3 separate regions of the Sus scrofa genome follow, and regions 2 and 3 are each linked to region 1. Evidence: chromatin contacts called from public Hi-C and HiChIP or PLAC-seq data. All regions are on one chromosome and are shown on one strand. Each heading gives the region's core, a stretch centred on a gene start, on an enhancer-like site or on the middle of the called end of the contact. The rest is flanking DNA. Distances are from core to core; before and after follow the strand shown. Region 1 holds the start of SLC25A38 (solute carrier family 25 member 38). Region 2 has its middle 18 kb from the start of XIRP1. Region 3 holds the start of CSRNP1 (cysteine/serine-rich nuclear protein 1).

Region 1 (2,700 bases), core at 4-2,503:
CCTCAGAGAGGAAAGCTTCCGCCGCCGCTGCAGACCAGCGCTCCCAGCCTAAGGCCAAGCGGCAACTAAGCCTCGTTTCACCACGAGTAGTAACTCAGCGGGACCTTCCTCCTAGCCCCGCCTGCCCAGCCCCGCCTCCGCCCCCACCAATAGCAGCCCCGCGACACGACCATGGCAGCCAATCCAGACATGGGAGGGGCGTGGCTTGGAGGCTCAAGCAAACAGCAACTGCTCCAGGCAAGCCGCGAAGTGGGGGATACCCAGAGGGTCCTCTCGTCCAGCTTGTGGGAGCGGTACAGTCCGAACCCACCTCCCTCGAGGACCGACCGCTTCCTAGGCTTAGCGCTACTACCAGGCCTTGCAATGGTCCAAATATCTACCCAGGTGTCCTCCCATCTGTCACTTTAGACTTCCAAATCAAAGCAACTTCCTGTAGCACTCGCACCTCATTCCGGGCCACACGGGCACATTCCCCTCATACCTCCCAAGGCCCCAGCAATTCCGCCTATCTCTACCCAATGTAGTATCGAGACCTCTGCTTGCCTGTCCCAAGGGTTGGACTGCAACTTCTTTCCTTCTCCCTCCCTCTTTTAATCTTAGTCAAACTCCATTTCTGCTGCCAGGTCCCCAACCTGTTATGCGTGTATCTGGGGCGCAAAAAAAAAAAAAAAAAAAAAAAGGTTCACCGTGGGCTGCTGAGCCTCGGCAACCTTCCACATTTCCCTCCCCAAGCCGACGATGCAGGAACCCCTGCCTTCCCTTCCTCGCACTTTACCATAAGAGTTTCCACTCTGTCTCCAACATCCTGAGGCTGCAGCAGCGCCGGGCGTGACTTCTGGATCATTGGAGGGGAGGCCTGCGAGTGTACTGGGCCCGGGTTGCCGACCGTGGGAACTCAGGTCCGACCCTGGAGGTCCTGGAGAAGACAACTCGATGGCGGTAGCCAGGCGACGCGTTCTACTGCGGGGGCCTCTTTGTAGTCTGCGCCAGTCAGGGGTCCCGGCCTGCGAGCCCACTGCCCTTGTGTGCTCCAGGCGCCTCTCTTCACTCGCTTCGCAGACTCTGCGGCCCTGCTGTCCTGCCCATCATGCCCTGCTGCCGACTTGATGACTTGAGAATATTAGCCTGGGTGCGACCGGGAGGTGGAGAAAGCGGGAGGAACTGGATAGAACAGCTGGATTTAGCTTCCGGGGTTGGAAACGCGTCACGCGCTGGCGAGGGTGTGCTCTTTAGTGCCACCTGGTGGAGAGATCTGAAACTGCAGGATTTGTGGCTTTCTTGTGCCCAGAGCTTACTAGGTCGGTCATCTGCGCCGACGTATGCTTTTGAGGGCCCGGTTGGAGAACAGCTACGGTCGAGACCTGCTGTGACCTATAGGGTTGCCAGTAGCCATCTATGGCTGTATAACACTTGAAATATGGCTAGTGTGACTGAAGACCAGAATTTTACATTTCATTTAATTTTAATTAACTTTTTTAAAAAACCGAAGCAATGTGGAATATTTTCCGGTTAAACAGGAGTTTTTTGTTTTGGCACATCCACATTTCCCTTTAAACGCTGAAAACTTCACCTCAGAAATGTGCTGAAGAGATTTTTTAAAACATGGCGAGGAGTTCCCATTGTGGTGCAGTGGTTAACGAATCCGACTAAGAACCACGAGATTGTGGGTTCGATCCCTGGCCTTGCTCAGTGGGTTAAGGATCTGGCGTTGCATGAGCTGTGGTGTAGGTCACAGACGAGGCTCGGATCCCCCTTTGCTGTGGCTCTGGCGAAGGTGTCTACAGCTCCAATTCGACCCCTAGCCTGGGAACCTCCATATGCCGTGGGAGCGGCCCAAGAAATGGCAAAAAGACAAAAATAAGTAAATAAATAAAACATGGCAATAAGATAAAATAATCTCCTGAGTAATCTTTACATTATTACATAATGAAACTGATACTGGAAAGATGTTACCTGAATCCAGGTTCTTATTCAAGGGAGGGGAAGAATGAACCTCACTAACACACAGGTAGCAAGCCAGCCAAGTCTTTATTACAGGAAAGCAAACAACTCCCAGGACAGCTGGGAGGGAGAAGGAGTCCCCCCTTCCTATTGTCCTATAGGGTTTTTTATCCCTTAAAGATAGGGGTTACCAACATGGGTTCCAGAAAGATGCAGTTTTCTCTCATTGGCCTTGCCCAATTACTTATATCAGTCCTTGTCCAATAGGGGTTTTAGGGGTGGAAATGTCCCATAACGCTCAAGGTTTCTTTGCCCTTCTCTTCCCATAGACTGAGTCACTTGGGGTTAGAGATTAATGTCCATCTGGGCATAGGTACACTCCCTGTAGTAAACAAGGTCTGTGGGGATGTTACTCCCTGGAGCCCTTAAACCGTAAATGTTAATCGATAGCCATATCAAAGAATGCATCGAAGCCCATACTCCTATACTGACTACCTGAGTTATTATTCCACCTCAAAACGACATTTTGGGTGTATTGAATGAGGTGAAATAATTTTCAAAATTAGTTTTACCTCTTGCTTTTTTAGTGTGGCTACTAGAACACTTAGGATTATACTAGTGGCAGAGTTCCCGTCAGTGGTTAATAAACCCGACTAGTGACCATGAGGTTTTGCATGCAGCCCTAAAAAAAAGATTATACTAGTGGCTTGAACTACTTTTCTATTGGATAGCAACTGGTCTAGATTATTAAGATTATGG
Region 2 (2,700 bases), core at 103-2,602, 140 kb after region 1:
TGGGTGCTAGAAAGAGAAGAGTTAAGAACGACCTCGATGTTTGGAGGCTGGAGCATCTGGAAGGGTGGGTGGTTGTGAGATGGACAAGACAAGGGCTCAGAGATTCAGCCCGTGTCTTTCCTTCCCTCATCAGGAAGCTGCATCCTGCCACTATTACTAGCAAAGGCTTCCCTGTGTTGAAAGCTACTTTTCAGGAGTTCCCGTCATGGCGCAGTGGTTAACGAATCCGACTAGGAACCATGAGGTTGCAGGTTCGGTCCCTGCCCTTGCTCAGTGAGTTAACGATCTGGCGTTGCTGTGAGCTGTGGTGTAGGTTGCAGACACGGCTCGGATCCTGCATTGCTGTGGCTCTGGCGTAGGCGGGTGGCTACGGCTCCGATTCGACCCCTAGCCTGGGAACCTCCATATGCCGCGGGAGCGGCCTAAGAAATAGCAAAAAGACAAAAAAAAAAAAAAAAAAAAGAAAGCTACTTTTCAGGAAAAGGAGAAATCATGACTCTCATGACAGATGTGAAGATGAGCATGTGCTGAGGAATTCACTTTACACATATGATTTAAGAAAACTAGGCAGATGTTACAACTGATTCCAAGGAAAACTCAAAACAGCACAAATTTATATGGTACAGGAATGGTGAGTGGAACTGCAAAGGGGGATAAAACTGAACTAGACTAGAATTTGAAAAGACCCAGAAGGGTGTGTTGCAGATGGTGCATAGTTATCTATGGGAACACAGAATGTTTTCTACACCTGACTGTCCTGTCAGAGAACTCAACATTAAGTCCCAGGGAGGGTGGGTTGAGTTTCTGGCAAGGGTGGAACGAGGAGGTGGGTTTGATGTTTGCTAACAAGATGCCACAGAGGACAGTCAGAAAGGAAAAAAATATGACGCATTTCAACACGAACATTTTGCATTGGATTCATTATAATACTTTCTAACTGGTTAGTCTTTCTTTGTAGAGAAGCTGTTATATAGACTAATGTTTGTGTCCCCTGCCCCAAATTCATTTGTGGAAGCTCTAACCCCAAAGGTGATGGTATATGGCGGTAGGGCCTTTGGGGTGATTAGGTTTAGATGAAGTCACAAGGATGGGACCCTACTGATAGGATTAGTGTCCCACTAAGAAAGGAAGGGAGCCCCGGAGTTCGCTCTCTCCCCCAGCATAAAGACACGGCAAGAAGGAGGACATCTACAAGCTAAGAAGTGGCTTTCACACAAGAACCAAGTCAGCAGATACCTTGAAGTTGGACTTTCAGCCTCCAAAACCATGAGAAAGAAATTCATGTTGTTTAAGCCACCCGGTCCATGGCGTTTCATTACAGCAGCCCAGCTGACTAATACAGAAGATGTTTGTTTTGGTCCAATCACTATGGAATCAGCCATCCAGTAACATTTTACATTCCACTGAAATACAATTAGACCAGACCGAATGAAAACAAGCATCATTCATCCACTCTCCTGGCCCTTATTGCTTTGGTTCTAAAGGAATACTTTCTTTTATGCAGCTGTTCCCGAGCACACATCAGCTCTTCACTGTCAGTAACTAAACGGGAGACACCATGATTTCTACAAACAAGTAATAAAGCTAGCAGCATCCTCTCCTATATGTTTTCTTTTTCTCCCATCCCTTCCTTTAATCTAATTAACACGTGTGAGAGAGAAGAAAATGAGTGAATGCTTTGCTGTGCAGTGACATCAGCAGAGCGGGAAGACAAACTCCAGTCCCAGATAGAAAAGCTTAGCCATCAGTACTCTCCATGTCAAAAGAAGGATGTGTTGGGGGGAAAAAAATTTTCCCCTACCAACTTAGGTGCAGTGGTTGGGGGCCTGTGAATTAACTAACAGCAGAGAGATTAACAGGAGAAAAGACAAAGTTTATTTACGAGGGAGCCTTCAGATAAATTGGCTCCCTGGACATCCAAAGATAAAGGTTTATAAATCCACTTAACAAGGAGAGAGAGAGGCAAGAGAAAGGGCTTCTGTGGAAGAATAAATGGAAGGTAAGACGGTTTCAGATAAAGTTTGTTTAAGCAATTACTCATCCCAGTGATAGTATTTAGTCTCCTTTCTGGCCGTAAACCTGCCAGAGAGAAGATTTATAGCAACTGTATTTACCAGGAGGTCATGCTTAAATCTATAAAAGAAGTTGTGATAAGGTTTTTTCCTGTGGCTGGTGTAAACATGCAGATGTTTTCAGCTTTAGCAAAAATTATAAATAAATAATATAAATAAATATAAAAAGCATAAATAAAAATATAAATAAAATAAATAAAAATGAAAGATTGGTTTAAAATAATCTTCATGCTATTGAGGAGTTTTGTTTTTTGGGTTTTTTTTTGTTTTTTTTGTTTTTTGCTTTTTAGGGCCGCACTCTCGGCATATGGAGGTTCCCAGGCTAGGGGTCAAATCGGATCTACAGCTGCCAGCCACAGCCACAGCAACACAGGATCTGAGCCATGCCTGTAACATACACCACAGCTCACAGCAACGCCACATCCCCGATCTACTGAGCAAGGCCAGGGATCTAACTTGCATCCTCATGGATGCTAATTGGATTCGTTTGAACTGAACCACACACAATGGGAACTCTGTGAGGTGCATTTTGAATTTCTACAAGTGCAAAAGCATTCTTCACGTAACAGGATTTTTCAAAGGGCATTCTCTATCTCAGAGATTTTGGTTAAAGTTCCAGAGGTAAGCA
Region 3 (2,700 bases), core at 75-2,574, 190 kb after region 1:
TCTTCCTAGGAAAAGGAAAGGGCAGGCAGACCCCCTCTTGACCCCCTCTATAGACACACCTGTGGCCGTTAAGGGAGATCTTTCCATCATCTGTACCCCAGATGCCAACCAGGCAGAACAGGTCACCCCCACTGCTCACCTGGAGTTAGGTAGAAAGCAACCCTGAGGGCTGGACTAGTCACAGACAGCACTCATCTAGGACAGTCAGAGAAGAACCCAGAATGCAGCGGGAGCCAGACTGGGAGGGGGAGGGTCAGGAGCCCACGAAGTCTCCCTGGAGGAGGCAGTGCAAGTTGAGACCTTAAGGGCGTTGGGATTTTGCTAAGCAGTGAGAGAACAAGAAGGCATTCGAGGTGAGAGGAAAGGCTGCTGCAAAGGTGTGAGGGTGGAAACGCTCAAGAGACGTGGTGGGTGGTGGTGGGTCGGATCTGACCAGGGGTTGGGAAGATGGGTGGAGGGTGGGCTCCTGGGCCAGAACTCGCCGCGGAGACATGCACACACTTTCCCAGGCGCAGTAACATTGGAGGAATTGGCCCTTAGTCAGGAAAGGCCTTGGCGGGAGCAGAGCAGGCAGTGGGCCATTTAAGTGGCCAGGGTCTGGCTCAGAAGAAACTACCCTTCTCTCTTCCTTTTTTTTTTTTTCTTTCTTTTTTTTTTAAGGGAGGGATGGGGTGGCGGTGGGGTGGGGGTAAACTGGTTCCAGGAATCCCTAGCTTTGGGCTTCTGCAGGGTTTCTCGCCCGTGCGCAGAGGTGAAGGTCAGGCCCAAGGATGACCTTCTCCCCCCCCTCCCCCCCCCCCCGCCCCGTCCCCACCTCCACTCCCCTCCTCTGGTTCATCTCCAGGTTACTTTCCAGGCGGATGGGGGCGGGTAGGGAGGAAGGAATATTTGATTGGATTATAGTAAACTGCCTCGGGCAAGGTGGGGGTAAGATGTATAGGAGGCCTCGGCTCTGCCACCCACGGATGGCCTGAGGTACGCTCTGCATTGCTCTGGGCCTCAGTCTACCTATCTGTGAACTGGGGCCGTGAAGAGAGGTGGGGATCTTTACGATCCTGCTCTGCCGGCCCGGAGCTTCGGGGATTCTCCAAAAGTGTGTGCGGAGGAGAGCCCGCGGGATTGCGGCGGAGGGGCGAAGGAGGGGGCTGGGGGTGGAGAGCGCCAGCGGCGCTGGCGCGAGGTCAGAGTCCGCAGGGAGGCCTGCGGCTGCTGCGCCGGCTCGGGAGGGGGAGGAGGCGGTGCCTCCGGGGCGGGGCGGGGCGGGGCGGGGCGGGGCGGGGCGGGAGGCCCGGCATGCGTCAGCGCCGTGAGCCCCGGAGTTTTCCACTGACGAGGAGGGCGGAGTTGCGGGCGGGGCCGGGCGCAGCCAGTCTCCCGCCGCCGCCGCTGCTGCCGGACGCACAGAGAGAGAGGGGCTGCTGGGCAGATCGCTGCCGGCTGAGCGAGCTAGCGAGCGCGGGGTCGCCGTGTAGGGGGCGTTCCCAGCCGGGACGCAGGTCTCAGCGTTGCCCTTGGCGAGCATCCGGATCTCAGGTCAGTGTCGGGGGCTTCAGACCGGTGGGACAGACTTTAGGAAGGGGGCGTCCCGTGCGGGGGGCGCTGCTCCCCGGCCCCTGCCGTTTTCTCCAGCCACCTTTGCTCGGGCGCCAGGACGAAGACAGCCTGGCCCCGGACCGCGCGCCACGGAGGAAGTCCGGGCCGGGAGCCGGGGAGGCGACAGTCTCAGGTTTTCCGCTCCCCTCCCCTCCCCCGCCCCGCCACTGGGACCCCAAGAAGTCCCTGTGCCCCGAGCCTGGGGTGAGTGGCAGCCGAGCCGGGATAGCGCGCGGGTGGCGGGGTGGCGGCGGGCGCGCGTCCCGGGTGAGTTCCCTTTTGACCCAGTTGCCTGAGAACTTTTCAGAAGTTCCTCGCGTGGCCGGAGCAGGTGACATTTGTCGCCTTCCTCCTCGGGCTCCCCCCGGGGGCGGGTGCCGGGGCTGCGGCGAGTGCCCGGCGCCCGTCAGGGAGGGAGTGGAGAGAAGAGCGAGGAGTGAGGCTCCGTGAGTCACGGACCCCTGGAGGGAGGGAGGGATTATGTCGTATGCTCACCTGTTTGTCAGTCACCGTCACACGCAGAGGCCACCGCTGTGAGTCACGGGCGCAGCTACACTGGCCACCCGCGGGCACACGTAGGCTTCTCCCACTCACGGCTCCCTCCCCAGCACGTACTTCCTCCTGGTCCTCAGTTTACCCTCCCCGGGGGCCCCGTTAAGATGCCCACACCACAGCAGCCGTCGCACACACTTAGTCACTCCTACTCCCTGGCACAGTCACGCACAGCCCACACTCATGACACAAGAGGGTCCCTGCCTGGCTCCACTGCCCACCCGACACCTCCACTCCGATGCCTCACAGTCCTCTGGAGCGCAACTCATCACTTACCCCAAATCCTCAACTTCACTGGCCTCTTTGGTCCCCAGCTCCAGAGGTCACCAAGTTCCTGCCCCCTTTCTCCTAAGCCTTTGGCCTGTCATCTCTCACCTAGCTCTGGTCCAACTGGTCACACCCCCTCCAGTCCTGAGCGGGAGCCATCTTTTTAAAATGCAAATCTGGTATGTCACTCCCTACTTAAAACCTTTCAGTGGCTTCCTGAGCCCTCAGGCTAAAGCCTGCTGTAACTGCCCAGGCTCCTGAAGCCCCCTCGCAGGCTGCCCCTTTCCC

The links. Hi-C and Micro-C count contacts between places; a contact is called where the count stands out from the background. HiChIP or PLAC-seq counts read pairs in DNA pulled down with a chosen protein or histone mark.
Region 2: a Hi-C map of embryonic fibroblasts shows a contact between it and region 1, with 5 times the contacts expected there. The contact joins the enhancer-like site here to the promoter of SLC25A38 in region 1. A contact is called at or near these places in 1 of 5 promoter capture datasets (liver), 23 of 47 Hi-C or Micro-C datasets (adipose tissue, alveolar macrophages, blood and 13 more) and 1 of 2 datasets of contacts at active chromatin or transcription factors (alveolar macrophages).
Region 3: an H3K27ac HiChIP or PLAC-seq map of alveolar macrophages shows a contact between it and region 1. The contact joins the promoter of CSRNP1 here to the promoter of SLC25A38 in region 1. A contact is called at or near these places in 1 of 5 promoter capture datasets (liver) and 1 of 2 datasets of contacts at active chromatin or transcription factors (alveolar macrophages).

What each region holds. Positions count from the first base shown.
Region 1 is chr13:24,029,124-24,031,823 of Sscrofa11.1, reverse strand. It overlaps SLC25A38 (solute carrier family 25 member 38), which reads right to left and starts at 1,253. Exons shown (of 7, transcript XM_003358375.2): 1 at 776-1,253. The coding sequence starts at 844.
Region 2 is chr13:23,893,078-23,895,777 of Sscrofa11.1, reverse strand. No RefSeq gene overlaps it. Among named protein-coding and RNA genes, the nearest start is that of XIRP1, 18 kb to the right of the region's middle. Within about 2 kb of position 1,352, at least 4 of the 83 cell types and tissues checked have an H3K27ac peak or open chromatin away from gene starts, as enhancers often do. A contact at or near this core is called in embryonic fibroblasts, where this site is marked.
Region 3 is chr13:23,843,822-23,846,521 of Sscrofa11.1, reverse strand. CSRNP1 (cysteine/serine-rich nuclear protein 1) reads left to right here and starts at 1,324. Exons shown (of 5, transcript XM_003132123.4): 1 at 1,324-1,533. LOC106505568 (a long non-coding RNA gene) reads right to left here. Exons shown (of 3, transcript XR_002338214.1): 1 at 2,422-2,700.